Regions from separate parts of the Mus musculus genome. Here regions 2, 3, 4, 5 and 6 are each linked to region 1. The links are chromatin contacts, called in public ChIA-PET, HiChIP or PLAC-seq and promoter capture Hi-C maps. All regions are on one chromosome and are shown on one strand. Each heading gives the region's core, a stretch centred on a gene start, on an enhancer-like site or on the middle of the called end of the contact. The rest is flanking DNA. Distances are from core to core; before and after follow the strand shown.

The links. Promoter capture Hi-C pulls out the DNA fragments that hold promoters and counts their contacts. ChIA-PET counts read pairs in DNA pulled down with a chosen protein or histone mark. HiChIP or PLAC-seq counts read pairs in DNA pulled down with a chosen protein or histone mark.
Region 2: a contact with region 1 is called in an RNA polymerase II ChIA-PET map of memory CD8 T cells, with 10 read pairs. The contact joins the promoter of Tdgf1 here to the promoter of Klhl18 in region 1. A contact is called at or near these places in 4 of 39 promoter capture datasets (cranial neural crest, frontonasal cranial neural crest, maxillary cranial neural crest and 1 more), 1 of 115 datasets of contacts at active chromatin or transcription factors (memory CD8 T cells) and 1 of 9 other capture datasets (pancreatic islet).
Region 3: an RNA polymerase II ChIA-PET map of memory CD8 T cells shows a contact between it and region 1, with 7 read pairs. The contact joins the promoter of Fam240a here to the promoter of Klhl18 in region 1. A contact is called at or near these places in 3 of 39 promoter capture datasets (cranial neural crest, frontonasal cranial neural crest and maxillary cranial neural crest) and 1 of 115 datasets of contacts at active chromatin or transcription factors (memory CD8 T cells).
Region 4: a promoter capture Hi-C map of erythroid cells shows a contact between it and region 1, with 5 times the contacts expected there. The contact joins the promoter of Dhx30 here to the promoter of Klhl18 in region 1. A contact is called at or near these places in 1 of 39 promoter capture datasets (erythroid cells), 1 of 115 datasets of contacts at active chromatin or transcription factors (memory CD8 T cells) and 1 of 9 other capture datasets (liver).
Region 5: an H3K4me3 HiChIP or PLAC-seq map of stem cell-derived neural progenitor cells shows a contact between it and region 1, with 5 times the contacts expected there. The contact joins the enhancer-like site here to the promoter of Klhl18 in region 1. A contact is called at or near these places in 6 of 39 promoter capture datasets (cranial neural crest, embryonic stem cells, frontonasal cranial neural crest and 2 more), 2 of 15 datasets of contacts at CTCF or cohesin (embryonic stem cells and pro-B cells), 1 of 484 Hi-C or Micro-C datasets (effector CD8 T cells), 8 of 115 datasets of contacts at active chromatin or transcription factors (acute myeloid leukemia, astrocytes, craniofacial prominence and 5 more) and 3 of 9 other capture datasets (adipose tissue, embryonic stem cells and liver).
Region 6: a contact with region 1 is called in a promoter capture Hi-C map of embryonic stem cells, with 2.2 times the contacts expected there. The contact joins the promoter of Pth1r here to the promoter of Klhl18 in region 1. A contact is called at or near these places in 8 of 39 promoter capture datasets (the 3T3-L1 cell line, cranial neural crest, embryonic stem cells and 3 more), 1 of 484 Hi-C or Micro-C datasets (nephron progenitors), 7 of 115 datasets of contacts at active chromatin or transcription factors (effector CD8 T cells, embryonic stem cells, large pre-B cells and 2 more) and 4 of 9 other capture datasets (adipose tissue, embryonic stem cells, liver and 1 more).

What each region holds. Positions count from the first base shown.
Region 1 is chr9:110,473,941-110,479,129 of GRCm38.p6, reverse strand. Klhl18 (kelch-like 18) reads left to right here and starts at 2,436. Exons shown (of 10, transcript NM_177771.5): 1 at 2,436-2,664. The coding sequence starts at 2,536. Kif9 (kinesin family member 9) reads right to left here and starts at 2,136. Exons shown (of 21, transcript NM_001163569.1): 1 at 2,016-2,136.
Region 2 is chr9:110,943,333-110,948,521 of GRCm38.p6, reverse strand. It overlaps Tdgf1 (teratocarcinoma-derived growth factor 1), which reads left to right and starts at 2,364. Exons shown (of 6, transcript NM_011562.2): 1 at 2,364-2,698; 2 at 4,279-4,331. The coding sequence starts at 2,679. RefSeq lists a cis regulatory region at 607-671.
Region 3 is chr9:110,913,765-110,918,953 of GRCm38.p6, reverse strand. It overlaps Fam240a (family with sequence similarity 240 member A), which reads left to right and starts at 2,056. Exons shown (of 3, transcript NM_001195437.2): 1 at 2,056-2,157; 2 at 2,357-2,502; 3 at 3,928-4,578. The coding sequence starts at 2,360. The coding sequence ends at 4,078.
Region 4 is chr9:110,115,209-110,120,397 of GRCm38.p6, reverse strand. It overlaps Dhx30 (DEAH (Asp-Glu-Ala-His) box polypeptide 30), which reads left to right and starts at 2,782. Exons shown (of 23, transcript NM_001252682.1): 1 at 2,782-3,040; 2 at 4,816-4,907. It also overlaps Gm10615.
Region 5 is chr9:110,779,076-110,784,264 of GRCm38.p6, reverse strand. No RefSeq gene overlaps it. Among named protein-coding and RNA genes, the nearest start is that of Prss42, 17 kb to the left of the region's middle. Within about 2 kb of position 2,679, at least 201 of the 459 cell types and tissues checked have an H3K27ac peak or open chromatin away from gene starts, as enhancers often do. A contact at or near this core is called in astrocytes, craniofacial prominence, liver and 1 more, where this site is marked.
Region 6 is chr9:110,740,563-110,745,751 of GRCm38.p6, reverse strand. Pth1r (parathyroid hormone 1 receptor) reads left to right here and starts at 3,142. Exons shown (of 14, transcript NM_001083936.1): 1 at 3,142-3,526. The coding sequence starts at 3,452. It overlaps Gm35775 (a long non-coding RNA gene), which reads left to right and starts at 3,950. Exons shown (of 2, transcript XR_379891.3): 1 at 3,950-5,189.

The DNA.
Region 1 (5,189 bases), core at 1,187-3,686:
TGGTCAAAGAAGAGACCCAGTTCCTCCAAGTTACCCTCTGTGTCCACACATGTCACTGTTTCATGAGTCTTCCCTAGCACTCTGCTGGATCTTTCCAATTTTTTTGTTTTTGTTTTTGTTTTTAGAAAATTAATCTGAAAAATATTGGAGTAAGAAAAGAACATAGTTTGGCTGAACATTTTGTGTGTGTGTGTGTGTGTGTGTGTGTGTGTGTGTGTGTGTGTCTGCAAATTTGAGCTCTAGAAAAAAATCACACGGCCTCTAACTTGGACCCCACATTAAGGAGACTGAAGGTTTCACTTCCGAGTTTACTTTCTGTTACTGAGAACTGAGAACAGAGAGAAGTGGTTTGTTGTTCACGATTAAAAAAAAATAAAGTCTTCCTTGCGAAAGGGTGTCACTGTGTAGCCCAGGTTGGCTTTGAACTCACAATTCTCTTGTCTTAGCTTCCCAAGTATTGGGGTTAGTATCTCCAGATGGGAGCTGTGCTTCTTTTACTCAATACTCAGTTTCTACAGCTCTGGGAAACCTTTCTGAACACAAGCCCCAAGAGTCTTATCTTCCTGCCCAGGAAGGTTCCAGTGCCGTTGAGTATAACATCTAGAAGGAATTACAAAGAATCCAGAGAGTTCTGGAAGCGGGTTCACAGGCCAGCTCAAAGGCTGCTCCAGAGCTTTCCCCCCCGTTTCTGCCCTACAACTTCCAACGCGCGCGTGCACATGCAGCCCCCCCATCCGACCTTTCCAGGGTCCTCCGGATGCTCATGCCGCCGAGCATCCCTGGAGTCATGCGCAGTTGGCAACAAGCCTTTCCGAGGGTCTATACTCCTCTCGGGAGCCCACTAGCCAACAGTGCCGCGGAAGGAAGCACATGCCATTTCGCACTTACTGAGGTACTGCTTGCTACCGTTCTTATGCCGCTTCATTTATGTGGGCTTCAGCTCCCAAGTCAAATTACAAGCTGCTTGAGGATAAGGGTCGTGCCGTTTACCTCTTGTGATGCCCCCCACAAGGTCCAGAACAGCGCCCAGCACACACCAGGTGCTCAAGAAATGGTAGTTGATGGTGATACTCATGGCTGGAAGTCAGAGGGTGACTGAATCTCCATAGGTGGGTCCACCATCTTCAGCCACTACTGAGAGAGTGCCAAGGTATGTGATATGTCACTCCCCTCCCACACTACTCTAATCCCTGAACTTGCAGCGTTCTGGGGAGGATACTTCATTTCCCAGTACAAGAAGCCATGCTCAGTCTCAAGATACCCTCCCATTAGGTAGTGTTTTTTCCCCCTCAGGATGGAATACTCCCAGAAATCTGAACACAGTCCTTACATACTTCACATAATAAAGTGACTCTGACGAGCCACCAGGAGACCTCTGTGCTGAGAGAGTCAGTGTTTCTCCATTTGTTTTGGGCTTGGGAATGAGCAGGATATACATTAACACCCACGAAGGCTTGACAAGAAGTCAATGGGATTACTCATAGGCACTAGGCGTTCATACCTACCATGCTCTTACCTCGATCAGGGATAAAGACTAAGAAACAAACACCCTTTAAACCCACAACACTGGGTCCTACTGCATCTCAGCATGAGATGAACCCAAAGTTTGCACCCAGGCAAAACTGGCCACTCTCCTATTTCTCACCCAGTGTGTGGAATGCTTTTCTAAAATGTGTGTGACAGATTGCCTTGGTCCCATTCCTGTGCCCCTCTAGAGGGTTTTCCTCTTCGGTAGTTAGAAGGCTCTAAGTGATGACACCGTGTCTTAATGATCTCTGACACTCAAACTCACGCCCTCTCCGTCTAAGGCAAGTCGTGGGACCTCAGTGGAGACTCGTGGGACTAAGGAACATCAGAAACTCCTAGCTCCCCTAAGCTGCGACCAGGTTGAAAGGAGCATCTCCAGGGGTGTCTCCGATTTTTTTTTTTTTTTCACAAATAAAAGAACCAAAGGAGTTAGGAACCCAGCCACTGACAGCAGCTGGGAGGATATCCCCACCAGGTTTCCCTTTTACCTAACGCCACCGGCTCGTGACCACTGCTCACCTCGCGGGGCAGTGGCGCTCGGGTAGAGCGACCGCTAGAACTGCAGCAACTTGAGGGAGCTCTGTTCGCAACCAGGACAGCTAGCCGACTGGCTGTGTACACAGTCGCCATGGCAACAGGAAGCCTGCAGGGATTACGGAAGTAGTGTAGGGTGGTGGCGGAATTTAAGCCCACATTTCTCCGTTAAAGATACAGGGAAAGTCAGAGCTGAACAAAGAAGACAGAGATGGAGTCAATTAACCTGGAAGGCTTAGAGTAGCTGTATATGCGAAGCCTGAGTTTGAGTTACGGGGGGAAAAAGGCTATGTATAAACCAGGAAGCGGGGCAGCGAGACTTCCGGTGTCGAGGACTTTGTGGGTACGGTGGCCGCGCAGGCCAGTGAGATTCCGGCTTCGCGTTCTGGGCAGCCTTCAGCGTGAGCCCTTGCCCCGCCCTGGTTAGTGTGAAGCCTGCTGGCCAGGCCTGCGCAGTTGCGGCGGCCGGGGAAGATGGTGGAGGACGGCGCGGAGGAGCTGGAGGACTTGGTGCATTTCTCCGTGTCGGAGTTGCCTAGTCGCGGCTACGGCGTCATGGAGGAGATCCGGCGGCAGGGCAAGCTATGCGACGTGACGCTAAAGGTACCATGGTCTGGGCGGTGGCTGGCTGAGGGGAAAGGGACTGAGCGGGAAGAAAAGGGTGGTGGACAGGGGAAGAGTGGTCCAGCCGACTGTGGGTGGAGAAAGGTTAGAGGGGAACAGAGTAGTAGAGAGCGGTGCCAAGCGCAGAGGGGGAAATGAGGCCAAGTTGGGAGAGTAAAGGGGACAGCCGTTCAGCCATTGGAAGGAAAGATTGAGAGGTGTGCCTCTGACGCCCTAAGAGCAGGAGACATTGGGGTATCCGCCTCCTTTTCTGTCATACAGAAAAGAGAAAATGTTCTTACAGGCAGACCATGGAGGAAGGGGCGGTGGCTGACTCCACATTCCGATGGGTACCACTAAGACATCCTATCTTGTCCTAAAGTCATTTCTTTGGGCTCCTTGAAGTTGGCTGTGCTGTTGTAAATGCTAAGCCTTCTCTTCAGGAGTCATTGCTTGCCCTTGGCGCTTTTAGAATCGGATCTGGAAATCTTTTGATGTGGGCTACTCTCTTCCATGCTGGAAAACAATCTACTGTCACCACCTTAAAAGGTCCTGGAGGCCAGGCTAAAGGACTGTTTGGGGAGAGGGATATTTTTGCCACCTGTTCCCATCCAGCATTCTGGTCTGGTGTCAAGGGCCAGTGCCCCCTGTGCTTTGAGTCGTGCAGGGCTGCACCTTGGTGCCCTGCTGAGCCAGGTAGATCCCTCCAGGTGGGGATACTGCCTGCCTGTGGTTTTTCCTGTTGGACCTTGCCTGGAAGGCTCTTACTGTCTCGGTGTGACACTCCCTCTTCCTGTTTCAAAACAACAGAAAGACACAGACACCTCTTAGACTTTATCTTCTACTGAGTTAAGGAAGCATTGCTTCTCCATGTATTCGAGTCAGACTGGTAGGAATGAATAGGGTGGCTCCTGGGCAGTGGTGGAGCACTCTTTTAATCCCAGCACTTGGGAGGCAGAGGCAAGCAGACCTCATGACCAGCCTGGTCTACAGAGTGAGTTCTAGGACAGCCAGGTCTATGAGAAACCCTGTCTCAAAAAAAAAAAAAAAAAAAAAAAAAGTTGAATGGTTAATGGTTTGGCACTTTAAAAAGCAAAACAAACTGAGGGTGGCTTTGGAGAAAGAACACACTAGCTGTAACCATGGGCACATTACTTAATCTCTTTAAGTTTAAATTTCGAAATGTGAAAATAATTTTTGTTCTTTGTTTTTGGTTTTTCAAGTCAGGATGTGAGCCATCACCACTCAGTTTAAAGATGATTCTTTTTTGTTTGTTTGTGGGGTTTTTTTTTTGTGTTTAATGTTTGTTTGTTTGTTTGTTTGTTTGAGACAGGGTTTCTCTGTGTAGCCCTGGCTGTCCTGGAACTCACTTTGTAGACCAGGCTGGCCTGGAACTAAGAAATCTGCCTACTTCTGCTTCCCAAGTGCTGGGATCAAAGGTGTGCGCCACCATTGTCCGGCTTAAAGACGATTCTTAAATCTCACCATTAGTGAGGATTAGATATTTGGTATTCTTTGTATAGCACCTATGTTAACTTTTTCATCAATCCTGAAAGAAATGGATCTCTAATTAGAGTAGTGAAATGGTCTGAGAAGGGGCAGATCGTCTCAGATAAGATAGGGAAACCAAGAGGATTAAGAAAAAATAAGATGGATTAGAGGAGGCAGAAGATGGCAAGGCCAGTAGAGATTTGGAAGCAGACTGATTTAACTGTGGCACCGACCTTTGGGATGTAGAGGCTGCTGAAAGGCAGTAATAAGAAAGAAGTTTTTCGCTAGGATTTAGGCTGTGTGCTGGTGACAAGCTGAGTGGGGAAAGGGACTCGCTGCCAAGCCTGATGACTTGAGTTGCATCCCTGGGACCCACATAGTGGAAGTGAGAACTGACCCCTGAAAATGGCCCTCTGCCCTCCGTAGGTGTGCTGTGGCACCTGCACGCTCTCTCTCTCTCTCTCTCTCTCTCTCTCTCTCTCTCTCTCTCTCTCTCTCTTTCTCTCTCTCACACACACACAAAGAGACGGCAGAAAAAGAAAAGTGTTTGTTTTTAAAGATTCGGGCTGTAAGAGGTGAGCCAGTAAGGAAAGCTGTGTGGTAGATAGATGGAGTGTGGTCACAGATACTTACTTCCCTAAAGCCATACATTTGCCTCTGCGTTCAACATAAATGCTGAATCTACCAAACTTACAGCAGAAATTGCTTGTATGATTTTTTTTTTCCCCACGAAAATCTTTTCCATTCAGGCAAAGGAACAATTGTATCATTCAAACGTCTTTCCGACTGAGAGTGCAAGTCTCAGTTACTTTGCTTGTGTCAGGTCAGAGTCATAAGGACCTGTGTAAAAGCATAGACCGGAGCTAGACTGTAGACAACATTTATTTCACTGGTTCCAAAACCCCCTTCTATAGAGCCTCAGGAGAATTCTGGTGCTAGGAGCCATCGAAAGGCCTAGTACACCAATGCTACAGTCACTACTCACAAGAGCTTCTCTGCAAAATCTGTCTTGGTTTCTCATAATTTACTCTTTT
Region 2 (5,189 bases), core at 1,115-3,614, 470 kb before region 1:
CAGCAACCACAGGTGGCTCCTAACCATCTGTAATGGGATCCAATGCCCTCTTCTGGTGTGTCTGAAGACAGCTACTCATATACATAAAATAAATTTAAAAAAAAACTTTTTAAAAAAGAAAACAAAAAGAAATGAGGGCAGTGTCTCAATGCTTCAGTCTGCCACAGGCGGCTCATAGGTGAAGATTTCCAGAGTGGGTTGGCTCCGGGAGACACTGGGAAGCTGAGAGTGCTGGAAGAGCAGGCTTAGACCTCCCATTGGGAACCAGGGGGAGTGGGGTGAAAGACAAAAAAATAAGCAGTTTACAATCCAGTGTTAGTAAAGATCAACTCTGGGGTGGAGCAGTCGTTATCTCTCTGCGCTTTCCAGTTCAAGGCCACAGCTGGAAGCCAGCTTTGGGAGGAAAGGTGCCCGGAAGGACTTTCCAGAGCAAAGGACCAAAGAAGCCAGTTCTAGGGCACAGTCAGACCCTCCAGCTAGGGCTTAGGAAACTGAATACAGATACCAGTAACACAGCGAAACATGCAAATCCAAACAACCAAATACGAATTTCTCACATCAGGAGTCAGCAGACGCCAAGCTACAGATGTTTGCTGCAGCCAGTGTGGACAAGTCCTGAGAGAGGGGCTCAGTACACACGAAGGTTCAGGGGTGGGATTCTGGGAAAACATTGTGGAAGCATTCACAGAGTAAGCAAGCAATTTCAGGGCTCAGTTATTTACCAGGACACACCCTCAAGTATCCCCAAGTGATCATGGAAAGGCAGACACTGTAGAAGTGTGTCCCGCCAGGATAAAATAATTCCTTTAGTCTACATTGGTAGAAAACATAAGCCACACAGAAACAAAAGGTGTCGCCCTCCTAATCCCTTCTCCACTCCTCCAGTCTCAATGCAGGAATCTGGTCTTTCTGATCCCTACAGGGAACTAGTGTATTCAGACTAGGGTTCTGTTTGTCAAGGTCTCAGTGAAATCAGCCATTAGCTTGTTAATGAAGGAGGCCCAGCCTTCTCGGAAATAGCAGATTCCCCCCCCCCACCACCACCACCAATTGCCCCTCACCCCCTAGGGTTTCAGGAACTGGAAAAGTGGCTGGAAACTCAGAGTGACAGGGGATGGGGGTGGGGGGGAGTAGAGAGACTGGGCGTGTACAGAATTCCCAGGCCTGTCGGGGTCTTCACTCTCGACTAAAACGGAAGTAAATCACCATAGAAGCCAGGGGCGAAGGTGAGGGAGGGTTTTGTGTTTTGTCATTTTGATCTTGGGTCTTAGCTGTGCTTGGTGATACGTGCTTGTAATCTCGGAATTTGGTGAAACGGCAGCACAAAGGTCGCCGAGTTTCACGCCAGCCTGATCTTGAGACCCTCAAAAGAAAGCAAGGAAGAAAGGAAAAGTGGTCTTGCCCTGTAAGCGCCGGCTGGCTTTAAACTCACTGAAGGCCAGGCTGACCTCTAACTCACTTCAATCCTCCGATCTCCACCTCCCCAAGTCCTAGAACTACGGGCCTTTGCCACCAGGTCCAGCTTTTGTGATCTATATAATAATGTGAGATATATATCAAAATGTATCACTCAGGGATGTGTTTCTCAGCGGGCTCAGCCACAGACGAGCACCTAGCAACAGAGAGGTACAACCCCACTCGCAAGTCAAGGCCCTCCCCATCCGCCCACAAGAAACCGAAGCCAGTAACCCGCAGCTTAGCACTGAGTTGAGGACCCGGAAGAATCAAGTGACTTCCAATAGTGCTTGTGAGGCCACTGATTTTTAAGCTTCAGGCAGCCGCTCGCCCCAGCGCCCACCCGCAGGCTCTGGGCCAGGGCTTGCAATTCAGACGCTGCAGGCAAAACCTCTAGCCCAAACCCAGACTCAAATCCCTCCCGACATTGACCTTCCCCCACACCCAAACAAGTCCTCGCCAGCCGTCAGCGCATCTTCAAGGCCTCCAGCACCCGGCTCTACTGGGAGTAACGACGAACGCAAATGCAGAGTTAAAATTTGGCAGTTACCCTGGAGGTGGTGGAGCACGCCTTTAATCCCTTAGGGGCAGGCAGAAGATCTCTTGGGTTCGAGGCCAGCCTGGTCTACCTAGGGAAACTATTCTTGAAAAACAAACAAAACAACAAATTTTGATAATGAAGTTTCAAATGCCTGTATGGTGTTTAGACTTTCCTAATTACTTTCGTGTTTGAACACCTTGGTAGAATAACTAAACTCTTCAACTCCCTTTACCTATAGAAAATTTACATATAACCAGACTATAGAGAATTTACATAAAAACCAAACTAGTTCACTTCCCTCGGAGCTTCCTGGCCTAGTAATGGGCGTGGGGCCCCGTAATGGGCGTGGGGCCCCGTCTCCCCGCCCACCTGAGGGTCCTACTCAACACCTTAAGTTTCTTTTAAGGGAGGTATATTCCTCCGAAGTCCTCAATCACAAACCGTTTATAGGAAGAAGAGGCCCCATCCCCTGCCGGTCTACACGGAGATCTTGGCTGCTAACTTCCCACAGACTCTCCAGGACGGGGGCCTCTCTCATTTGGCATATCTTTCTTTTTAATCTACTGTTTTCATTTTGTGAAATTAGCCTTTGGGTGTTTCGAGAATGGCTTTATGAACTAAAGCCATCTGCTAATATTGTGTTTCTTGTCTTTTCCTCCAACGTTTTTACGAGCCGTCGAAGATGGGGTACTTCTCATCCAGGTATGAGCTAACCTTGACTTTTTGGTTGCTGGAGATAGCCACTTCGGAAAATCACGTTCTATGACGCTCTGATTTTTGTCTTGCTTGAACCTTGTCAGTAACATTGCTGCTTTTCCTGAAGAACCTGGAACTTTATAGTTAGATACTGCTTTGCCATCGGCTTCTTAAAATGTCAATTTTTTATATTGCCTTTGTGTGTGTGTGTGTGTGTGTGTGTGTGTGTGCGCGCGCGCGCGCGGGCACTCGCTCGCATATACTCGAGTGGAGGTTAGACGATGACTCACTGGAGTCCGATCGATCATTTGGGTTCTGGGCATCCGACTCAGGTTGTAAAGCACCCTCTGGGCTCGTCCCATCAGTCATGTCGGTGACTGCCAGAGAAATAATGCTTTCCTTCTCTTGCATACATAATATTAATCTTACAGCCTAATCAAGACTGCCTCTACACGTTAATGGGAGAGATAAATTCAATACTTAGAAACATTAGGAATAACAAACCAATTGAACTTGGAACCATTTCAAGTGACAGGACAAGTTTTTTTTCCCCGTGGAGCCGGGCGTCGGACCAGCGCTTGCGTGTGGTTGGCAAGTCTTCTCCAACCCATACAGCCATTTAAGAATTTATATATGCAAAAAAAGAATTTATATATGCAAACAATGCACCGTGGAAAAATATGCCGCTTATGCAGAATAGAATGTTTTAGCTTTTTAATTTTATAACTTTAAAATTGTGTGTGTAAGGGTGGGGCCTAAGGAATATTCATGATGAAATATTGGATGCTGGGGACTTGTTTTAAACAGTTAATTCAAAACACAGCCCTTGTTCCGAAGAGTAAGAGTTTATTCCGAGCGTGGCCGTGGCTTGGGAACAAGGATTCATATTGCCCTAAATGAACATGGAAGAGCTTATATGAGCTCCTTGGTAGTCACAGAACAAAAGAAAGTATAAATGTGACTTGTAGACGTTAACTGTGTACGTGTAAATGATGCAAACATTAGCTGTATCAGTGAAGACATCGGGTAGGGCTCCAGCCTCAGTTTTTTCTGGAGCTGTGATCTGCTTACACTGCTTCATCCCCGAGGTCTTTATGTGACTGTCAAAAGGATACTAAGTCATAGAGAGAGAGAGAGAGAGAGAGAGAGAGGTTCATGATAAACAGCCGCCACTGGGTCGTTAAACATAGCCCCAGGACACTTAGGGCTGCTAGTGCGCAGCCTTCCAACTCTACAATCACACAGTCACTCTACATGTGGTTATTTTTAAAGATTTATTTATTATGTATACAGCGTTCTGCCTGCATTTGTGCATGCGGCCCAGAAGAGGGCACCAGATCTCATTTTAGATGGATATGAGCCACCAGGAAGAATTGAACTCTGGGCCTCTGGAATAGCAGAGGGTGCTCTAACCTCTGAGCCATCTCTCCAGCAGCTCCAACATGTGGCTTTTTAAGAGAGGGAACTTCTGTCCGGTTTTGTTACTGGAGACAGCGCGGTGGCGCTGTTCACGGTCTCCTTCGTGGCCTGTGCCCTTGCGCTGAACGCTTGGTTTTGCTAACTGATGTCCAATCTTCTTCTCCCAGTGTGGTTTTGCTTGTGGCCATTTCCAGTGCGTTTGAATTTGGACCCGTTGCTGGTGAGTTTTCTTTTGTTTGGGGTTCAGGCGTTTTGTTTTGTTTTTTCCCCCTGGGGAGGAAGGAGGCTTCCAGACAGGGTTTCTCTGTGTAGCCCTGGTTGCCTTGGAACTCACTTTGTAGACCAGGGTGTCCTTGGACTCAGATTCACTTAAAGGCGCAAGCCACCCCTGTATGGTTGGGTTTCAGGTTTTTGAAACTGGATGTCACCAAGTCCAGGCTGTCCCCCCACCCCTCCACATATGGGCATGTGTGCACTTTTTTTTTAAAGATTTACTTATTTTATTATATGTAAGTACATTGTAGCTGTCTTCAGACACTCCAGAAGAGGGCGTCAGATTTCGTTACAGATGGTGTGAGCCACCATATGGTTGCTGGGATTTGAACTCAGGACCTTCGGAAGAGCCGTCAGTGCTCTTAACCACTGAGCCATCTCACCAGCCTGCATGTGTGCACTTTAAGGACCTTGTACCCCAGCCTGCCTAGGAACTCACAACACAGTCAAGGTTGAGCTTGAACTCCTGATTCTTCTGCCTCCCAAGTTCACTACCAAATCTAGCTGAGGTTTTGATTTTTATTTTATTTTATTTTTTTGACCAACAACTTTTGTTGCCATTGTTGTTCATGTGATTTAACCCAGGCTCTGCACCTATTGGACATACTTCCAGATTACCCTCCATCCTACCCCCCCCCCCCAACCCCCCTCTGCACTGGGGCTAAACCTTATGCTTACTTAGCACACTACCATTGAGCTACATCCCCAGCACTCAGTGTTTGGGGACAGGGCTGCTCAGTGTCGCCTCTCACTGGATCCTCCCTCCTCCTCCTGAGTGTGGAGACCTTTGGCAAGCACCACCCTA
Region 3 (5,189 bases), core at 807-3,306, 440 kb before region 1:
CTCTGCCCCTGCTACTCCCCTCCCCACCCTAAATAAACTGTATTCTATACTAAAAAAAATAAATAAATAAAAATCAAACTTTGGATCTTTTTGAGTGCTGACACACTGCCACAGTGGAAGATCCCACATCGTGAAGCTGTTTCATGCATGAAATTCTCTAAAAACGATGTCTAAAACTGCATCCCTGCCATGTGTGTGGGGCGTGCACCAAACACAAATGAGTTTCATGTTTAAAGTGGGGAAAACATTCTATTATGCGTATGTAAGTATTTAAAAAAATCTTTAACTATTTCTGGTCTCAAGCATGTTGGATAAGATATTCAGCTTGTAAATGTATTCAAAACTTTGTTTGTTTGTTTGTTTGTTTGTTTTCTGAGACAGGTTTTCTTTGTATAGCCCTGGCTATCCTGGAACTGACTTTGTAGACCAGGCTGGTCTCAAACTCAGAAATCCCCCTGCCTCTGCCTCCCAAGTGCTGGGATTAAAGGTGTGCAACAACCACCTGCTGGCAAGATTTTTTTAAAGTTTTTAATTGGTGTCTGTGGGAGGGAATGTTTGTGTGCACTTGAGTGCGGATGTATTTGGGGACCAGAAGAGGATGGAGCTGGAGTTACAGGCAGTTGTGAGCTGCCCAGCATGCGTGCTGGGAAATGGGATGGGATCCTCTGGAAGAACAGTTCTTGACAACTGAGCCATTTTTTCAGCCCTCAGAGAATTGTTCTAACAAGCCGGGGACATGGGCTCAGTGAAGACAGAGGTCTGGAAAGAACGTCTGTTTTCAAGCTCTCCTTAGACCCCACCCAACTCTCATGGCCACTGACCATGACAGAATTATGGGCCAGATTTTTAGGAGTCCTGGTGGCCCTTCAACACTCCCTGCTGTGACATCAGCACTCAGTTGTCACACCCTCATCTCCATCAGTACTGCTGGCCTTGCTCTCCAGGTTCTCCCCTCTGGCTTTCCCCAGGGGTACACAGGCCCAAGGCACAGCAGGGGGGTCTTCATTGATACCCCTGGGGCTGACCACTCTCTGGATCATTTGAGAATCAGTGCACACTGCAGCATCCGTCCGTCCATCCATCCATCCATCCGTCCATCCGTCCGTCTCTCCTACTCTGGCCACAGTAGATCCCAGGCTACCTTAGGCAGCTTGGTCGCCACTCCCCCAGACCCACTCTCACCTGTAGTCTACGCCCCAGCATGCCTTGCAGAGATGGTCTGGGCATCATTGATTTCATTCACACACATATGGGCAGACCTTCTTACGTCCCTTGAGCCACGACTTTCCCTCCAGATTGGCGTCTCCTGTGCACGCCTCTTTGGAGCAGGTGCTGACCTTTCTTAGTTCAGATAGGGTCTTTTCATGCAGCCCTAACTGGACTGGTACTCTTCATGTAACCCAGACTAGCTTTGAACACACTCCCCATTCTCTCTCTCTCTCTGTCTCTCTCTGTCTCTCTCTCATCTCTCTTTCTCTCCCCCCTAGCATTGCAGAGACAAAATTGAGTGGATCTTTATGAATTTGAGGACAGCATGAGCTACACAGTAAATTCCAGGCCACCCAGAGCCACACAGTGAGACCCTGTCTCTCTCTCTTTTTTTAATATTTATTTATTTACCATATGTAAGTATACTGTAGCTGTCTTAGACACACCAGAAGAGGGCGTCAGATCTCATTACAGATGGTTGTGAGCCACCATGTGGTTGCTGGGATTTGAACTCAGGACCTTTGGAAGAGCAGTCGGTGCTCTTAACCCCTGAGCCATCTCACCAGCCCAGAGACCCTGTCTCTTTCTCTCTTTTTTTTCCTTAAAGTGAAAATGAGGGCCATCTAGCATGAATGGGGTGCCCATGTGTGTGCATACAGACCGAAAACAGCTAGGTGTTTGTTGTATCAAACCCTGTGATCACTCCGTGTCACACATCCCTTGAGCAGAAGGCTCAAACCTTTCAGAAGTTCGGAGCTTGTCAGGTTATCATTTGAGATGATACAAGTGGTTTCTGTCACCGCTCAGTGAGTCACTGCCTAGTTCACGTGGGTGTCCCAAACCCACAGTGCACACACCTGAGCTTACTGCTAAGGAGTGGTTCCCCTTCCAGTAAAGGAGAATGACAGAATTTTCCTCCAGGCGGGTGTTCACGGCACTCCTGTCCAGGTTCACTCCACTCTCCATGCTTGAACCATCTGTCTTCAGTTCTTACCATGTGTTGACAAGGGATGTTCTCAGGAGGCCAGGTGCCTCCGGCTTTGTGGCTGGCCAGGGTCATAAGAAAACTGTATTCAAATGGATCCTGTATCCTGCAGAATCCAAGGCTCACGCTTGCAAGGGCTTCAATGTCTCCTTGTCTTTTCAGGGGATGAACAATCAGTATGTCCGTCGAGAGGTCTTCTGCAGGAACAGCTGCCATGAGCTCAAGCGGTTCTGGGAGAGGGAGATCGGGAAGCAGGCGTGCTACAGAGAGTCCGAGGAGCACCGCCTAGGAAGGAGCGCCCTGAGAAAGTACGCAGCACATGTCTGTCTTAACACATTTCAAAAAGGTTTATGTTTCTTGTGATGTCTTGCCTGTATGCCTGTATGCCTGTGCAGCATGTGCGTGCAGAGTCCTGGGGGCCAGGAGAAGGTATTGGAGCCTCTGAACTGGAATTACAGACTGTTGTTAGCTGCCATGTGGATGTTCACAACTGTAACTCTGGCTCCAGGGATCCAACACCTCTGGTGTCTTTGAGTATCTGCATTTACACACACACACACACACACACACACACGCGCGCGCGCGCGCGTCCTCGTGCACAGGAATGATGTACACAGATTATTTGAAATAATAAAAATAAGTCTTAAGCAGGGCATGCCTTTAATCCCAGCACTTGGGAGGCAGAGGCAGGGGGATTTCTGAGTTCAAGGCCAGCCTGGTCTACAGAGTGAGTTCCAGGACAGCCAGGGCTACACAGAGAAACCCTGTCTCGAAAAACAAAACAAAACAAAAAAAAAAAAAAAAAAAAAAAAAAAAGTCTTAAGCTGTACAATGGATGCACTGGAGATGGCTCAGAGGCAAGTCTGGGTAACATTAAACTGTTTAAAAAAAGGAAAGAGGGAAGGAAAGGAAGAAGGTGGGAGGGGAGGAGGGAGATAGGAAGGAAGGAAGAAGGAAAAAGGCGGCTACAAAACGGACGTAGGAGGAAATGGCTCACTTTTGGTAACTGGTGAAGTGGTAAACCATTTGCCACTCGGGCTGGAGGGGGTGGGGGGAGCGGAGCAAGAGGGAGAAAGGGAAGGAGGAAGAAAAAAAAATTCACGTACAGCAGTGCCGGCCCACAGCCCCTGTGCTGGGGAGGAAGGCAGGCAGGAAGATCACTAGAATCTTCTGGTTAGCCAGTCTCACTGAATTGGCCAACTCCAGTTTAGTGAAAGATCCTTGTATCAAGAAATAAAGTAGGGGCTGGAAAGCCGGCTCTGAAAGAGAGGGATCTTCTGGGGGGCTCAATTCCCAGCACCCACATGTGGCTCACAACTGTCTGTAGTTCTGGTTCCAGGGGATCCAATTCCCTCTTTTGGTCTCTGAGACACCAGGCATGCACGTGGGACACGGACATGCATGCAGACAAAATATTCATACATATTTTTTAAATTTAAAAATAAGGTAAGGTACTAGAAAGTAAGACACCCGACATTGATTTCTGGCCTCCGAGTGCACCTGCGCACGCAAGACCCCCGACCCCAAACACACATGCATACATATATATTTACACACGGAAAACCTCAGTCAGAAAGTGACTCTCTGGTAAATAAACATGCATATAACATTTGATTTGCAAGTCCTCCGTGTACCCTCCTAAAACCGGAACACTGAATGGTTTCAGGGAGGACGCTTCCCAGAGCCTCAGCTGTAGCGACGAGGGCCCCATCTGTGTGCGTTTCTATTTCCAGACTCAGAGAAGAATGGAAACAGAGGCTGGAGACAAAGCTGAGGCTGCGGAACAACCCAGACGAGGCTGAGAAGCGAGCAAATGTCAGCTCAGAGCTTCCCGCATCCGCAACCGACCGAGGCGCAGAGGTCACTCCATTAGAAGCCAGTTAAACCCCAAGTCCCTCTGCTTGCACATCCTTCCCCAGTGCCCCGCCCCGTGGCAGCTACTTCCTCTCTGCAAGGAAGCCAGGCTAAGATTCCCAACGCCTCTGAACCGTGAGCTTGTATCAAGGCCTCAGACACCGTGTTTGTTTTCATATCATTTCCCTCTCGTTTTAAAATCTTTTAAAGTCTGTGCATATCAGAAGGGATTCCCATCTTCTTGGTCTTACTTTAAGCACTGCATAGTATTTCTGCTCCACCATTTCAACCAAGAAAAGTAACTACGTGAAGTGAAATCTCTTCCTTTAATGAGAAGAGCAATGAGCCCGTCTACAGAAACAGCAGCACCAGTAGTCCATACATAAGGCTTGCAAAGAACCGGTCTCTCTGTGTATTATTATTAATTATTATTATTATCATTATTTATTGAATTGAATCGGCCTTCAGAAACCATGTCTATCAATAAAATATGGAGATAATTTTAATAAATTCAGTCGTTTGCTAGTCCATGAGCACTCTCTTTCTTGCACGGATTCAGCTGGATCTCCAGTTTGCACTGGTTAACTTCCAGTCTGTTAGCTCAACCAAGCTGATGTCAGGCCACACCAGCACACAGATGCTGGGCTTAGCAATGACACTGTCACTCTAACGCTTAGGTCTCTGTCATTGAGAATGCAATGGTAACAGGGTCTGGGAATTATTTTTGTTTTGTTTTTGCACAAAGGAAGAGAGCAGAGAGATTCATGATTGTTGTACATGACACCCATAAGTCTTTAAACACAAGGGTAATTCAGTTGGTGAACAGAAAAGCAATTCCCCTGGCCACATATGCATGCATGCATCATCATCATTATTATTATTTTTATTATCACTTACTACACTTTAAAATATATTTACTTTCATTTAAAAGTGTGTGTACCTGTGTGGGAGTGGTTGGTGTGTGTATGTTATCTGTAAGGGGTGTGCATGTCTATCTGGCAGGGGGTGTGACATGCATGTGTATCTGTTGGGGGGAGTGTGAGTGTGTATTTATGTGGGCTCTGCATGTGTGGCTGTGTAGGTTGTACATTTACGTCTGTGGGTGTGTGTATGCATGTGTACCTGTGGGATATGCATGTGT
Region 4 (5,189 bases), core at 1,533-4,032, 360 kb after region 1:
CTTTATATACTATACTTTATATACTATATACTTTTATACTAACTCTTTTTTTTTTCATTTCTCCAGCCCCCTTTTTCTAACCCCCCCCTTTTTTTTGAGACAGGGTTTCTCTGTGTAGCCCTGGCTGTCCTGGAACTCACTCTGTGGACCAGGCTGGCCTCGAACTTAGAAACTCGCCTGCCTTTGCCTCCTGAGTGCTGGGATTAAAGGCGTGCACCACCACGCCTGGTCTGGCCCCTTTTTCTAATTCTTAAATATCATAGTTATTGCTGGTAGTAGTGGCACAGGGCTTTCATCCTAGCACTATGGAGGCACTGGTAGGCATATCTCTGAGTTCAAGGCCAGCCTAGTGTAGAAAGGGAGTTTCAGGCCAGCAAAGGCTGTTATACAGAGAAGCCCTGATGTGTGAGTGGGTGGGGCCCCCACAGCACAACATCATGTATATGGAGATCAAAGGACAATTTTCCCAATTTGGTTTTTTAAAAAAAAAACATTTATTTATTTGTATTTATATGAGTACACTGTAGCTTTCTTCAGACATATCAGGAAAGGGCATAAGATCCCATTAGAGCTGATAGTGAGTCACTATGTGGTTGCTGGAAATTGAACTCAGGACCTCTGGAAGAGCCGTATGGTGCTCTTATCCACTGAACCATCTCTCCAGCCCCCCCACCCCAATTTGGTTCTTTCCTTCTACTATGTGGGCTCTGGTGATTGCCTTGCTGGTCCACTTTAATATATTTATATATTTTTCTGTGTATAAATATTTGTCTGACTATGTCTATGTCTAGGCAGTACTGATAGAGGAACAATTAGTTTCCTTGGAACTGGAGCTGCAGAGGGCTGTTAGCTTCAATGTGGATGCTAGGAATTGAACTTGGGTCTTCTAGAAGAGCAAGTGCTCTTAAGTGCTGAACCATCTCTCCAGCACCCACTTTCTACTTCATTGTGGGGACAGTCTTTCAATGGAGCCCAGGCTGGCTTCAGACTTGTAGCAAATGGGGGTTAATCCACACAGTACTACACTCAGAAACTTTGATCTATTTTCTGTAAAAGCCTACACATTTATTTAATCTGTTGGCCATAGTGAGCCATTGTAGTCTCAGGACATACTTCTCGACCAACACTCTTAGCACTCAGCAGTGGGCAAGCCTTCTCTTGTGTCCCTAGCACGTCACACCTTTCTAGTATTTATCTCTTTCCTTTGGCTCCCCCTTTTCCTCTTTTCTACTAGGATACTAGGCTTCCTGAGGCTAGGGTCATATTGTCTACATACCTGCCTATAAATAGCAGTCTCTCAAATTACCAGCACAAGGATTTGTTTGCCTGTTCGAGATCCAGTCTTGGATAACTCAAACTGGTCTATATGAAGCTTGCCTTGAAGATCCTGTTTCTATAGGGATTCCAAGTATGTACCAAACATGTTGGGCACTGCAGGGATTTCTATGTTTTGTTTTCAAGAAGCAATTCTTTGTTTCACCTCCTTCATTTCTCCTAGCCTTCTGTGCAATCTAGCAGGAAAATAGCAACTAGTATACTTTCCTTCCTTCCTTTTCTTTCCGTCTTCATTTGAAACAGGGTCTATGTTGCGCTGACTGGCCTGGAACTCTTCAGATCAGAGATCTGCATGTCTCTGTCTCCAGAATGCTAGGTTTAGAAGCATTTCTTGCTATGCAATCCTGGTTGGCTTCTAATTCCCAGTTGTCTTGCTCCAGCTTCGGACCAGCTGAAGTCACCTGTGCTGTGGCACACAGCTAACAATACATTTAAATGGCTGCACAAAAAATAGCATAGGAAAACGGACTGGAGATATGGTTCAGTGGTTATGAACACTTGCCTGATTAGTAGTTTTGTTGTTGTGTGTGTTTTGGTTGATTTGACACAAGCTATAGTCATTTGGGTAGAGAGAACCACAATTGAGAAACTGCCCCCACCAATCTGGCTTTTAGGCAGGGTGGAGGTTTTGGGAGGGTGCCTCCCCTGGGGAGATAGTAAATTCTGGGGCTGTTGTATCAGCCATGAGGCAGTAAGCAAGGGTTCCTCCATGTCTTTTGTTTCCATTCCTGATATGACATTACTCAGTGGCAGGTTGTCACCTATAAGGTGAGAAGTGGTATTTTTACCTCAGCAATAAAAAACCTAAGATAACAGCTGGCCGACAACAGCCTGTAACTCCAGCTTCCAAGGATCTGATGCCATGTCACTTGGTACCACACACATGCACATAGAATTTTCTTCGTCTGTTTTAAATTACGAGCTATTGTATTAGTTCTCCAAATATCACGAAAGGGCACATCCTCAAATATTGTCTTCCCAGCTGTGAACTACTGCCCAACGCCACTGAGTTTCCTTTATCGACGGCGGATTTCATTGAACCCATGCTTCACTCTGTTCAGAGGACAAACAGGCAAACCCCCTCCCCTCGCTCCTGAGTGTCGATGTGGCCTAGACTCGCAGTCGTCCCTCACCACAACCCCCCGAAGCCAGCAGCAAGCGCTACCCTGTCCTTTGCCTGGTTTATGTCTCTGTGAGGCAAAATCGCTCACCTCCCTAAAAGTGCAGAAGACCAAGGGGAGACGCAGGAGAGAAAAGGCGCGACGGACACAGAGCTGCGGCTGGGGATGGAGAGATGAGCCTGAGATGGTCACCCGTCCCCAGCTCCCGCCGGCTCTCGCCGGCTCCCACGGCACAGGCCACGCGCGTCCCCGGCCGCTCCGCCGGAAGTCCCGCCTGTGTCTGGGGCTACAGCCGCGCTCCCTCCAGCCAGTGCCCGGGTGCAGGCGCAGACTGACTGTCTCGCGCTGTGGGCTGAGGAACACTAGAGACAACCTAGGCAGCCGAACCCATCGCGAGCCCCAAGGCAGCGGCAGCCCGCACAGAGAGCCAGGCCGAACAGAGCCGGGGCCGCAGGTGGGACTTCCGCCTCGGGACCCGGAAGAGACCGCGCCGTCGCTGGTGGGAGTTGTAGTCCGGCCGTAGTTGGGGGGGCCCGCGGCTCATGCGCCGTGCACCGAGGCTTGTTTCACATCTGTAACAACAGGTGAATTGGGCTTTTTATTCTACCCTTTCGCGCCCCTTGAAGCAGCCTGACACGGTCGGGGGTGGTCGGCGCGAGGAGGGGTCCCGAGTCCGGCTAGCGGCCTGGCAGAGAGTGGGAAGGAGGAGCTGGCGAGCCCGAGGAGCAGGCCGGGCATCCTAGGCCTGCCCGGGAAGCCGGCCGGGCCGAGCCGTGGGCAGCCAGGCCTCGGCCTGCCGTTGCCATGGAGCCGGGGCGGGGCGGGGGCCAGACCGGTCCGCCGGGGCGGGCCTCACTGCCAGGGGCTCAGCGGAGGCCGAGAGAGGCGGCTTCATTGGCTCGACGACGCCTTCGCCTCAGGGGATGCTCGGTTTTCCCCAGGCTGGGCCCGGAGGAAGTCTCCGGAGTGCCCGAGACCTTTGTCTGCCCCTCCTCCCACTGTGCGGGTCAGGACCGTTCCTCTAAAGGGAGGCCTTGGTGCATTTTTGACTCTTCTGGTTTGCCTCCTTTTGCACCGACCTTGTCAGTGGGGGAGGCTAAGGGGTGAGGTGTTCTTTGTTTGCTGGTAGTGACTTGTCCCATTTTGCAGGGGAAGACCTAATGCATGGTGGGTCCTTTGTTTGCAGTGAAGTGGAGTTCCCAGGGGTCTTCAGAATCCTCAAGCCAAGAGTACAGCGTCTATGTGCTTTCTAGATAGTCCTTGTGTAAGCAATATTGGTCTTTTAATTGCGGCTTTCCAATGCAGAGACTGTTCACCTTACAACCCCCAGTTCATGGGTGTTCGCCATGCATGGTAGCAAATAAACTGCTGCCGTCCAGCTGCAAGGTCTCAACTTGTTTTTGGATGCAACCTACTGGCCAGAGTAAAATTACACCTTTTCTAATGATTTTCCTTGCAACGGTTTCTTGGAATGCAGTGACCCCAGCGCCATGTGCCATGCACCTCTTGACTACATCTTATAATTTATACTTAAATCTCAGAGTCTGACATTTCCAGGCAGGAGAACTCTTTCCTGATTTTATTATATATTATTATTTAGATTTATGATAATGCTTTTTACTTCTACATTTATATATTCTTTGACAAAGTTTCTATGTAGGTGTACCCCACCTGACACCCAAAGATCAAACTTTTCAATATTTTAATTTATGAAGCTATAGTCCAAAAAGTTTTATCCAGTTTTGGACCCCACTTATTCTTTCAAAAAATGAACATGATATATGCAGAATACAGGTTGATATGTAAGAAAAGTCGTGTAATAGAAACGTGTAAACCATGGGGTCAGAGTTCATTCGGTCCTGATGCTATGGGATCCTGGGTAAATTAGATATCTGTGCTTCAGTTTCTTTCTCCGGGAGAGAATGTTCTTCATAGGCTAGCTTCAGGGATTACATGAGGTCAAGTCTATGGGCGTTCTTTGTAAACTGTAAAAATGTTTTTGAGAATTTTGAGGGTATAATTTTCCCAGTCTGGAAGTATCATTTTAGATAGATTGGTATTATAGCCATTATGGGATTAGAAAAGCAAAGGGGCTTTTGCTCTGAGCTTGGAGAAAATGTTCTTAACATTTCCTTCACTTGATCTTAGCCAAAAGGCCGAGAAGCGATTCTTAACATTTTCTTAGGGATGCTCTGTGGCACAGTTCACATTTGGTGGGTCTAGAACTGGTCAGGGGCCTCTTGAGTGAGGCTATTGTGTTAAACCTTTTTAAAGTTAGTACATTGATGTCTATGATTGGTATAGTTTTGCCTCTGAGTGAAGGTTGCCAGTCCAGTGACCTTACCTTGTTATTTTCCAGGAGGCCCAGCCTCGTGATGAGGAATAGCAAGGAGAGAATTCAGCTCCAGTTTAAAAGCCTGCAAAATCAGAGCCCCTCCCTGCTTTTATAAGGTAAGGTGACTTAGCCCTGCTCATAGAGCCACGGTGTGCGTTTTGCTCTTCCACACCATAAAGCATGTAGCCCCCTTAGGAATAGCGTTCATTGTTACTGGCTTGAAGACATCCTGTAAGCAATCTACTAGAAGTTGTGTTTCCTCACAAGAAATTTTGACTTATTAGAATTTTATGTATCTCTATAAATTATATTTGATTGAATCAAATATTTTTTTAAAAACATTACCACATTATAAGAGAAGCACGTTTCTTTTGGATCTCTGTGAAATGTTCTAGAAC
Region 5 (5,189 bases), core at 1,430-3,929, 300 kb before region 1:
CAGCAGGCAGCTCACATCTGCAGCTCCTGCTCCAGGGGAGCCAACATTCTCTTCAGGCCTCTGTGGGTACCTGTATCACATGTATAAACCCCACACACAAGCATACACATAATTAAAAGCAAAATAAATCATTTTTAAAAGAAGTTATATATAGGCAGGACGCAACGCAAACAGTTTAAGGAAGACACACTCTTCTAAAACAAATGCAAGTGAACCAACCAAAAAAAAAAAAAAAAAATTAATGAAACTCTAAGAAAATTAAATCAAGAAGGCTGGGGGAAGAAACCAGCATACAGGCAAAATACAAACAGTAGCAATAACTAATTAGAAAAGATATTCCATTAATAGAACCACAAACTCTTTTAAGAGCCAAGGCTGTGTCCTGTGACTGGGTTCCCCTGACTCTTACAGCTCTTCAGCACCAGCTCCTGCCTCTGGGCCTGTGCACTGACCTTTTGACCCCAGTCATGCATGCAATTTGTTTCCTCTTCTGGGCCTGAGCCATAATCTGCAAATTTCTTCTGTAAACGGTCAGATAGTATGTTAGCCTTTGTGGGCAAAGGAACAAAATTCAGGCTAAAATGTTTGGTTGTTACACACAATGGAGGGGGAAAAAAGAAACCCTATCCTCTCCAAAATATTTTTCTGATTATATTTAAAATATCTGAGCTGTGGTGTTGTGTTGTGTTGTGCTGTGTTTGGCCTCCAGGACTGCTAAGAAAAAGAATGAAATTTTTCAAAGGGGATAACATCGAAGTGTTCTCTACCATTCAATTAATTACAAATGTTCTATTAAATCATTTCAGCTAAGTGGCAGTCGGGTCAGGTCCATTCTAATGTAGCCTCTAATGTGAGTCCTTCCTCTGGCACCCTCAAAATCTGTGTTCCTTGAGGGGCTCATCCCAATACTAGGGAGGCTGAGGCAGGTGGACCTTAAGGCTAGTCTGGGTTACAGAAGGAGACCCTGTCTTTACATAGCCAGGCTTGATGGCACAGGCTCACATCTCATTGATCAGGGGCTGGAGGCAGAACAGTTATGGTGAGTTCAGGGCCCAGACTGGTCTCCATAGCAAGATTCCATACCCCCCAAAATATCAAAAGGAGTGAAACGGTGTCCAAGCGCACCCTTTCCCTCCCGATTCCCCTAGCCCCTCTAATTCTCCCTGTAGTCCTTCACACAATCTGATATATGTGTCTATCTCATATATAATTTGTGTATATGTATGTGTGCGTGCATGTAGTGCCCTCAGAGGCCAGGACTCTGGAGTTGGCATTACAGGAGGTGGTGAGCCACCCAATTTGGGTGCTGTGAACCAAATTCATGTCCTCCGGAAGAGCAACAACCACCTCTCCAGAAGGACTATAAATTCTTAAACTCCTGTGTAGACTAGCTGCCCTTTGACCATAAGTCCCCTACCCACCCATAAACTATGTAGTGCGTGTTGTCTCGTCTGCTTTGCTCATTGCTGTAGTCCCAACACCTGCTGCCCTGCACACCCTGTCTCTTTGCTCCTTCTCTGGCCCAGCGTTCCATTCGTTCCTCACCTCACTGGCCGGGTGTCCCGTTCTGGCTCTCACTCACTTTGTCCACCCTCTCGGGAGAGGCTTCTGGATCCGCTCCCTTATTCCTCACAGCGTTTCACAGTCCCCCTGGATCTCTATCTAGTATACCTTGGTCCTGACGGGGACCCTTCATCTAAACTAACAATTCTTCCCAGCCCTCCTCTCCCTGCTCTCCGTCTTGCCTAAGTGCCCCTCCTCCAGAAAGCCTGCCCTCCCTTCTCCCTAGCCTTTAGGGTCCCACAGTATCTTATGCTGATCTTTCATTGCTTAAGCACTTGGTCATTTGGGTCACCCTGTTGCCGTTACCTGTTAACAGGCAGATGACAATCTCGACCCAAGTCCCTCCTCTCTCCCTCATCCTGCTCATGCTCCTAGGCCTGTCTCTGGTCCCCTCTTGCTGCCTGCTTGAATATTCTGGAGGTCCACTCTCTCCACGTTTGGTCCCTCTAATCCCCACAAGTCCCATCCTGCTGCAGAGGGAGTGGTTGGCGAGAGGATAAAGCAATTTGCCAGGATCACACATAAAGCGGGATTTGAACGCGGAGCCCAGACGGAGGAACAGGGGCTCCTGGCTCAGGTTACACACAGACACAAACAAGATTTTTGGATGAGCGGGCAGCAGGGCCCAGATGAGTAGCCAGAGCTCCGCCTCCTGGCCAAGGTCTCTGAAAAGCCAGGCGTCAGGAGCTCACCCGGGAGCCGGCTCCCAACCCCTGGCATGCAGCCAGCCGTCATCCCCATGAGGTCAGCCAGGGCCGGCGATTTCGGGGAAATACCAGCTGCTTATTAAAAACAGGCGGTGGTCAGGCCCCCGCTGCTTTCCCAGTAGAAACCCGGGTGTTTGTGCCAAGAGGAGCAAGAGCGGCCAGGGCAGGACCGGGACCGCCAGGCGCGGGGAGAGCTGCAGGATCCGATCGGACGGCCTGTGAACATGAGGGGTCGGTCACCCGCACCCAGAGACTCAGCCGGGCAGCTAAGGGTCGTGACCCGGAGCGGATGGAACTAAGGCAGCCAGGCGACCGGCCTAGATGAAAAGCGGAGATGCCACCCGGCCCTCGGTGCGGATTGCATGGCCACAGCCGGCCAGGAGCACGATGCCCTGCAGGGGGCGCCAGAGGCCCGCGCTCGCCGCATCTGGAGCTGGTTAGGGCTGCGCTGCTTGGCGGGCGGCGGCGTGAGCTCATCCCGGCCGGCCCCGCCTGCGGTTTCCCAGCCGCTGCAAAGCGGACTCCACACAGAAGCGCCGAGAGCCCAGGGAGCTCGGCGCTGCAGCGGCTGCCCCGGGCTGTGGGTGTTGAGCGGGAGAAACTGCAGTGTTGTGTCCCTAGCGCTCGCCCCGTTACACTGAGAGCCTTGAGAGCCAGTTACCAGCAAGTGTCGCTGCTGTCCACCGTGAGTCATTGGGGTGTGAAACTGGGATGTGTCTCACCGAGGAAGCAACGCGCGCGTGATATGATAAGCTGCACCCCTCCCCAGAAGCACTTTCTCCTGGTTTTATTGGAAAAAGCAGCCAGGAGCATAGAAAAGATAGATTATCTAATTCAATTACCAGCCTTAAGCCTGTGCCCCTGAATGAATGGCAAAAGGTCCAGGTCAGTCGAGGTGTCCCACAATGCCTACCTAGGACCTACCTCCATATTCAGTCAGGACTCATACATAATCTTATTCACCGCTTCTTCTGGCCTTCCTGTAACCCCCCAAAATTCTGCGTTTCAGAATATGACGCTAGGATCGTGGAAATGACGCACCTGCAATTGGATTCTCTCACACAAAAGGGAAACACTCCCGTTCTAGGGGTCTGAGTTGGAGACGCCAACAGGCAGAGTACAAAATGGTAATCGCCTGAGGTCCCTAACCCTGCCGGGGGACCAGGAACCACTAAATTGAAAGTTGCTGAGCCTTGTACCTTAAGGGGGTCTGGGCTGCTTGCAGAGGGTCCTGGAGGTTGCTGCTCAGCACATGAAGGTTGTCAGGCTCCAGGAATCTCATGACCAGAAGTCATGACAGAGGGATGAGAGCGAGGGGTTGGGCTGGTGCCTGTGAGCATCCAGGGCTCTCCTCACCCCGCAACTGACCATCACCGTCCTCACTGGCCCCAGCTTCTCCATGTGCACTAGCAACACTGGTCCATCAGGTCCCCACATGTGACACTCACGGGCCACCCTGCTCTGACTCACCATGGGCTACACAGACTATAAAGGAGTGACCAGCCACAGTGCACATAGGGGTCTCGAGTACGTAAGACGCTGGTACAAGTTGGATGAGGGATTTTTAAAAAAAAAAAACAAAAAACAAAAAAAAAATCAGGAATGGCTATGGTTTGCATAACCAGAACTTCCAAATTACTTAGCAAAACAAGTTTGCTTTTTAATTAACATGTGTTTTAAAAAATGGTTTTAATTAAAGTGGATGTAGGAGAGAGGAGATGATGGAGAGAATATCCTAGCAGTTCCAAGTCTCTGCCCAGACATTTTAAAAAATAATGTGGAGCCAGGTGGTGGTGGCGCACACCTTTAATCCCAGCACTTGGGAGGCAGAAGCAGGCAGATTTCTGAGTTCAAGGCCAGCATGGTCTACAGAGTGAGTTCCAAGACAGCCAAGGATACACAGTGAGACTCTATCTTTTAAAATGATAACAATAATAAAAATAAAATAAAAGATAAATTAAAACTTGGAGCCCCAGTTGGAGCTGGGGGCGGGGGACAGGGGGGCTGTGAAGAGAGAATCCTGGAGAACCCCAGAACAGCATTGTCCTCTCTACTCTTCTTACAAGAATTTACCCTTTTTACAGCTTAGCTCTGCCCCTAGCAACTGGGATTTGGGGGGCCCAGTGACAGGCCTTTCAAAATGCAGACCTGGGAAGGGGGTCAGAAAAAAGATATGAAATCAGAAGCAAGACTGGAGACCTGAGAGTGAACACCCTGTTGCAGGAACCTGAAGTTTCCTAGAGAGTTAGGAGTGCCATGAAAAAGTCACGTCACGTGCAGCCAAGCCTAGTAGAATGGGAAGGCAGAGATGAGTCTGAGAACAGCTGATATGCAAACCCAGGACGTGGGGGGATGGGGGGAAGACACTGAGGCAGAAGACATGCAAACTGAGGCTAGGGATCACAACGTGGGTAGGAGGGATATGTGAAGAACTGTCCAGAAGAAAGGACTCTGTGGAGACTGGAGGCTGGAATGGGGGGGGGGGGGTGCTCTGGGTCACCTCAGGAGAGGTGGAGCTGTAGGATCAGTCCAGTAGGGGTCAGCGTTGGCTCCCATACAGATGAGGCATCCAGTTGGAGCTCAATGTAGGTTGCTGGATGAACATGGAAGAGTTAGGCCCTCTCTGGCCTTTTGAGGGTCTGTACAGCATAAAGTCACAGCTCAGGGTCAGATGTTAGCATGGGGTCAAAACAACACCCAACTCCATAAGTGCAGACCAAGGGAAATGAAGAGGAAGCCTTGTCAAGACAAGGCGGTCCCAGGGGGTCTGCTCAGATGGCCCAGAACCCCAGCTTTCTGCATCTCCACCCTGTTTCTCATTAGGCGCCTTCTTGCCTCCTCCAGCTCACACCCCTACATGAAACGTGCCTCCCTGTGCTTAATTCATTACACCCAGCCTGGTGGGAGGCCCAGTGGGGC
Region 6 (5,189 bases), core at 1,893-4,392, 270 kb before region 1:
ACCCAGAGACCCCATGCTGATCTAGTAATTGATTGCCCAGCCCACCCTGGGCCACCCAAGGACAAATCTTTTCTTTCTTTTGTTGTTTTGTTTTGCTTTTGCTTTTTGAGAGAAGATCTCACTAAGTAGCTCTGGCACCTTAACTTGCTGCATAGATCAGGAACTCCCTGATCTGTCTGCTTCTGCCTCCCAGGTGTCCAGACAAAAGGTGAGGTGTGTGCCACAAACTCCCAGCCCAAGTGCAAAGATCTTACTTTGTTTTCAAGTCAAGAGCTTTTTCTATTGTCAGAACTAAGAACCCTGCCCTATCAGCTCTTAGATTTCTCTCAGTCTTGATTCTGCCACGTGTGTTCTTTTCTCATCACCAAGGGAAAGAACAGTGGTCACCATCACACGAGAGTTGGGTCACTTAGAAATACATATAACAGAGACCATCAGAGCTTAGCACTGTGGGGCTTCCTTAACTCGAGCATATTTGGGGTAGGGGCAGATGTCTTCCTTTCTCAAAGAGCATGAGGACTGTAGAAGACAGATGGGATCACACATCAGGCACTACCAAGGGAAGATGTGGGAACACAAGTAAGAAGTATCCTCGGTACCAAAGCGTGATCCTGACGAGGAATCAGAAAAACCACACAGGGGTGAATGTGAGCAGACCAAAAGTCTAGCCGGCTGGACCTGCTGTGGACAGTCATTCTGACGGAAGCAGCAGTCTTTGAATACCAGGACAAGAACCTCAAGAGCAGTGGGCACAGAAGAGGGGTATGGCAGAAGAAATGTTTGAGGAAGACAAAGCAGACCTCAGGACCCATTGTCACTGAGGTGTGGGGCCATCCTTGAAGTGGAGAGATGGGGGACGCTGAGCTCATTTGCATAAAATTTTGTGACAAACCCCTGGAATGCATGGGTTTGCACAAACCCTCAAGGACCCTTGAGTCAAGTGGACATCTCCCCTATTTTACAGATGAGAAGACTGAGACCAGGATACCGGGAGAGTCCTAGTGGGCAGGACACACAATTGGTAAGTGACCAAGCAAGGATGCCATTTAACCTGGTGGTATTTTCAGGTCACCACGCTTAAAATGGCTTCCTTCAACAGGCCTTCCGTTAGCTCTCTGTTTAAGCATTCTCGACTTTCTCTGATACCTGATGCTCAGGGAGATGGTAGGCTTGGAAGTCCAAAGTCTAGAACTCTGGTGTCCAGCGTGGAGTCCATAAACTCCATTCCCATCACGAGCTCCCATCTCTCTCACTTTCCCCAAGTCAAGAGTCTCAAGACAGCCACCAGCATTTGGAGGATAACATGATGGAGGGAGGTGAAGAACAAGAATAGGTGTCCTAGCTGAACCCGAGTCTTGTAGTCTCGAATTGCCCGAATTGGGGCTAGATCGAAGAACCAGGGATGCCTAGAAAGCAGCTGAATAGGTTGAGACATCTTAAAATACCTGGAATGGAAAAGGAACCCCTCTAAACCGGGAGTCCAACGAAGGTCCAGACCAAGGAGCACCACCAGAGTCTCCGATCCGCTAGACCCCAGGACTAGGAGTGGGACAGGGGATGAAGGACCAGTCTAGGGCGGGGCAGGACTCGAGGGCGTTGGCTGCATAGCCTGGTTCTAGCTGGAGGCGGAGCAGCTTCCCCAGGGTCCCCACATAGCCAGACCAGGAACCCCATGGGTACACGGGCAGCGCCGCGGCCCACGGCGCGAGAAATACCAGGAGGCTTCCCCAGTGGCTCCTCTCGTGTGGCCGCCCGCTCATCAGCAAGGGCCGGAAGATCGGGGTAGTGGGTGGGTGGTCTGTGCTTTCCCAAAGGAAAGAATAAAGCAAAAGCGAGACAACGTCCCAGCCACGGTTCTCAGGTCCCGATGTCAGAGCTCCCTAGACTGCGTCCCCGCAACACTTATCCTTCTGCTGAAAGACCCGGGGCAGGGTCTCTGGAGAGATGTCCCGGGATGGGGGACAGCGGGCTCGGCTCTGTCCTGCACACACCCGCCTGAGAGGCAGTGGCGGGGGCAGGGGCGGAGGAGGCCCGGGGAGGGCGCGGAGGGGGGGGGGAAGAGGCTCCGGGCCGTGGGGGGAGGGGAGCAGCAGACGCCGAGGCGAGGGACGCGCAAGGCGGGCGGCGTCTCGGAGCAGCGGCCGGGCGGGGGGCTCTGGAGGCCAGGCAGGCCAGGGGGGGATCCCGAGAGCTCCATGAAGTCCCCCCGGGGCTGCGGACGGGGCGCTGGCTTGGGGAGGCTGTCGGGGGGGCCCCGACATTCATGGCAAGGCGGGGGCCGCGGCGGCGAGCTCGGAGTAAGTCGGGGCTTGGGGGATGGGGGTGGGGGGTCGGGCGCGCGGGGCGCGGGAGGCCGGAGTCGGGCAGGAGGGGACTCGGGGCCCGGCCAGGGCGGGCCCGGCTGCCCCGTCTCCGTGTCAGTCTGCGGCGCCTCCTCGGAGCCCTGTGGAGTCGCCAGCCCCGCTGCCGCTCAGTTCGGTGGCTTTTTTGGAAACTTGCAAATGTTTTCGTAGAGGAGGGGAGGGGGGAGCGAGGGAGTGACCGAAACCGAGCTTGGGGCCGTTGGAATAGCAGAGGCCAAAGCCGGGGAGCGCGGGGAGGGTGGGTGGTGGGTGGACGGTAGCAAAGGACCGACTGACAAGCAGACAGGCAGCCTCAGCGTCGGGGCAGCAGAAACGCCCGTGCCGCTCGGGCGCACGCAGCGCGGGTTCGGAAGATGGGAAATGGGGTGCAGGGGGTGAGCAACAAGGTCACGGGGGTCCAGACTGAGACGGGGAGCCGGCCACGATGCCGCGGGAGAGCCGGGAGCTGGCGGCAGAAACGCCGAAGGGCTCAGTGTGGTTGCAAAAGTCAGGATGGCATCCCCTAGTTGCACGCCCCGCGCAACTCAAAACGCGCCCCCTGCCCCGCCCCGACTCCCCTGTTGCCCACTGCCGCGGAGCTAAAAATAACAGCCTGGTCGCCCCCCGCAGACCGCGACCCCGACCCCTCCCCCGCCCCTCCCCCACTGGGCGTGGAGCGAAGCCACGGCTCCCAGTTCCCCCAAAGAGGGGGGAGAAAAAAGACAGAGAGAAAGAAAGAAAGAAAAGGCGGCGCGGGAGGGGAGCGGGGGGCGGGCCGGGGGCGGGGGGCCCAGCCATATGGATGTGATTTCTCCGCTCCGAGGCAGACAGGCCGCTCAGCAGCGCTCGGCGCCCGCCCGCCGCCCGCCCGGCCTCAGGCTGCCTCCCTCCCTCCGCCCTCCCTCTCTCCATTGCGCCGGTTCGTTCTCTCGCTCGCCCTCGGCGAATGGGCCCCGCGTCGGGCTCCGGGGCCTCCGGCCGCCCGGACGCCGGGGTCCCCTAGGCCGGGGCGTGGGCGGGGCGGCCCGGCCTGACGCAGCTCTGCACCCTCCAACCATCACCAGGGCCGGCGGCGGCTGCCCCGAGGGACGCGGCCCTAGGCGGTGGCGATGGGGACCGCCCGGATCGCACCCAGCCTGGCGCTCCTTCTCTGCTGCCCAGTGCTCAGCTCCGCATATGCGCTGGTAAGTCTCTCTCCGTCCACACTCCAACACAGGACTCCTGGAATTGCTTTGGGGTTCCTGGGACGAGTGTAGGCACAAATTCTTGGGCTCTCCTTATAGTCTGAACTTTGGGATGGGACCTCCGAGCCCCCACCCCCCCAGCCATGAACCAGGAACCCTGGTGTCTGCTCTGTTTGGGGTGTCTTACCGTAGGTTCCAGATGCCTGAAGTTTCCCCACTTCTGAAGACTTGGCTTGGGGTCCTGGGTCTGGAAACCTGTGGTTGGAGTTCCCCTACACCATGCTTCTGTGAGCATATGGCTCTGGTCGTATGTATCTTTTTCAGTGGTAACTGTGCGATTCAGCGGGTTCTGGGTGTGGAGTATCACACACTGCGCTGGGGGCGGGGGGAGCTCCGTTTTTGCAAGTTTTGTTTGCACCCGGTGCTCAAAGCTGTGTGCAAGAAGTCAGAAATCACTTAGACTTGAGGGTAGGATTTAGAGCCCTCCTCAGTTCTCTGGATCCTACAGATGCACAGATGTATGCATGAATGGGACCGCTTTACCCAAAGTGGAAATCGGTTTGCCCAGGGAGGTGGGTGTGGTACAGAGGTCTTCCAAAAGACACTGATCTCATAGCACACCTTGCAGAAGATATGTGCTGTGGGACATGAGTGTGCTGATCTTTGGGGGGTACTGTGCGTGGTCTGAGGGTGAATACCAAGAAACAGACTAGTGGAGAGGGCCAGACAGACAAAGAAAGGGGTTAGGATGAGAGCTCTGGACCCCAGCGGAAAGAGACTCAGAACAGAAGACAACTAGAAAGCTGGAACTCGACCTCATCTTGGGCTAGGGTCTGTTAGCCATTTCTCAGAGAGGGGAGATTTTCTGTCCTCTCATTCCCTTAGTGGTCCCATCCCAAGTGCCTAACCTATTCTTGAATCAGTTTTTGTGCCTGACTTTGAGGTCTTGTTGCCCCCCACCCCGTACTCCACCCCTGACCAAGGTCTAGAGAGACAGAGCAAGTAGCTTCCTTCATAGGACAGTCCGGAGGTGCTCCGGACACGGGGGAGAGAGCTATTTGCTGAACTTTCCTCAGTGACTTCTGTGTGTGTACACATATATGTGCATGTGTCTCACATTCGAGGACACAGGAGCTGTGGGGCTCCCCCAGCTCAGCCTACAGCTGTGTGACCTTCGACTCTCTTTCTGCACACCTCAGTTGCCCATCTGTGAACAGAGAGCACGAGAGAAACATTTGCCTGACACCCTAGCAGTTTGATGTCCTCCTCCTGTGCCCATAGCCTCGATTCTAGTCCAGCAAAGGACAATCAAAGCCAGAGACTGTTCAGGAGGTGCTCCGGACACGGGGGAGAGAGCTATTTGCTGAACTTCCCTCAGTGACTTCTGTGTGTGTACACATATATGTGCATGTGGCTGTTGGGTACAATATCCTTCCTCAGTGTGTGCCTGAATGTTTATCGGCACAAGGCTTTATGGGCATCTGAGTCAGTCCGTAGGGTTGTGTGTACTCGAGTTCACATGTGATTGAAGCTCTGCATCCGCACATGACTCCGAGGGAAGCACAGCTGTCTAATGCATGTGTGTGCGTGCACGTGTGCACCCTATGGGTGTGCACACGGGTCCATTGTTTGTTCATTTGTATTCAACAAATGCCTCTGAGTT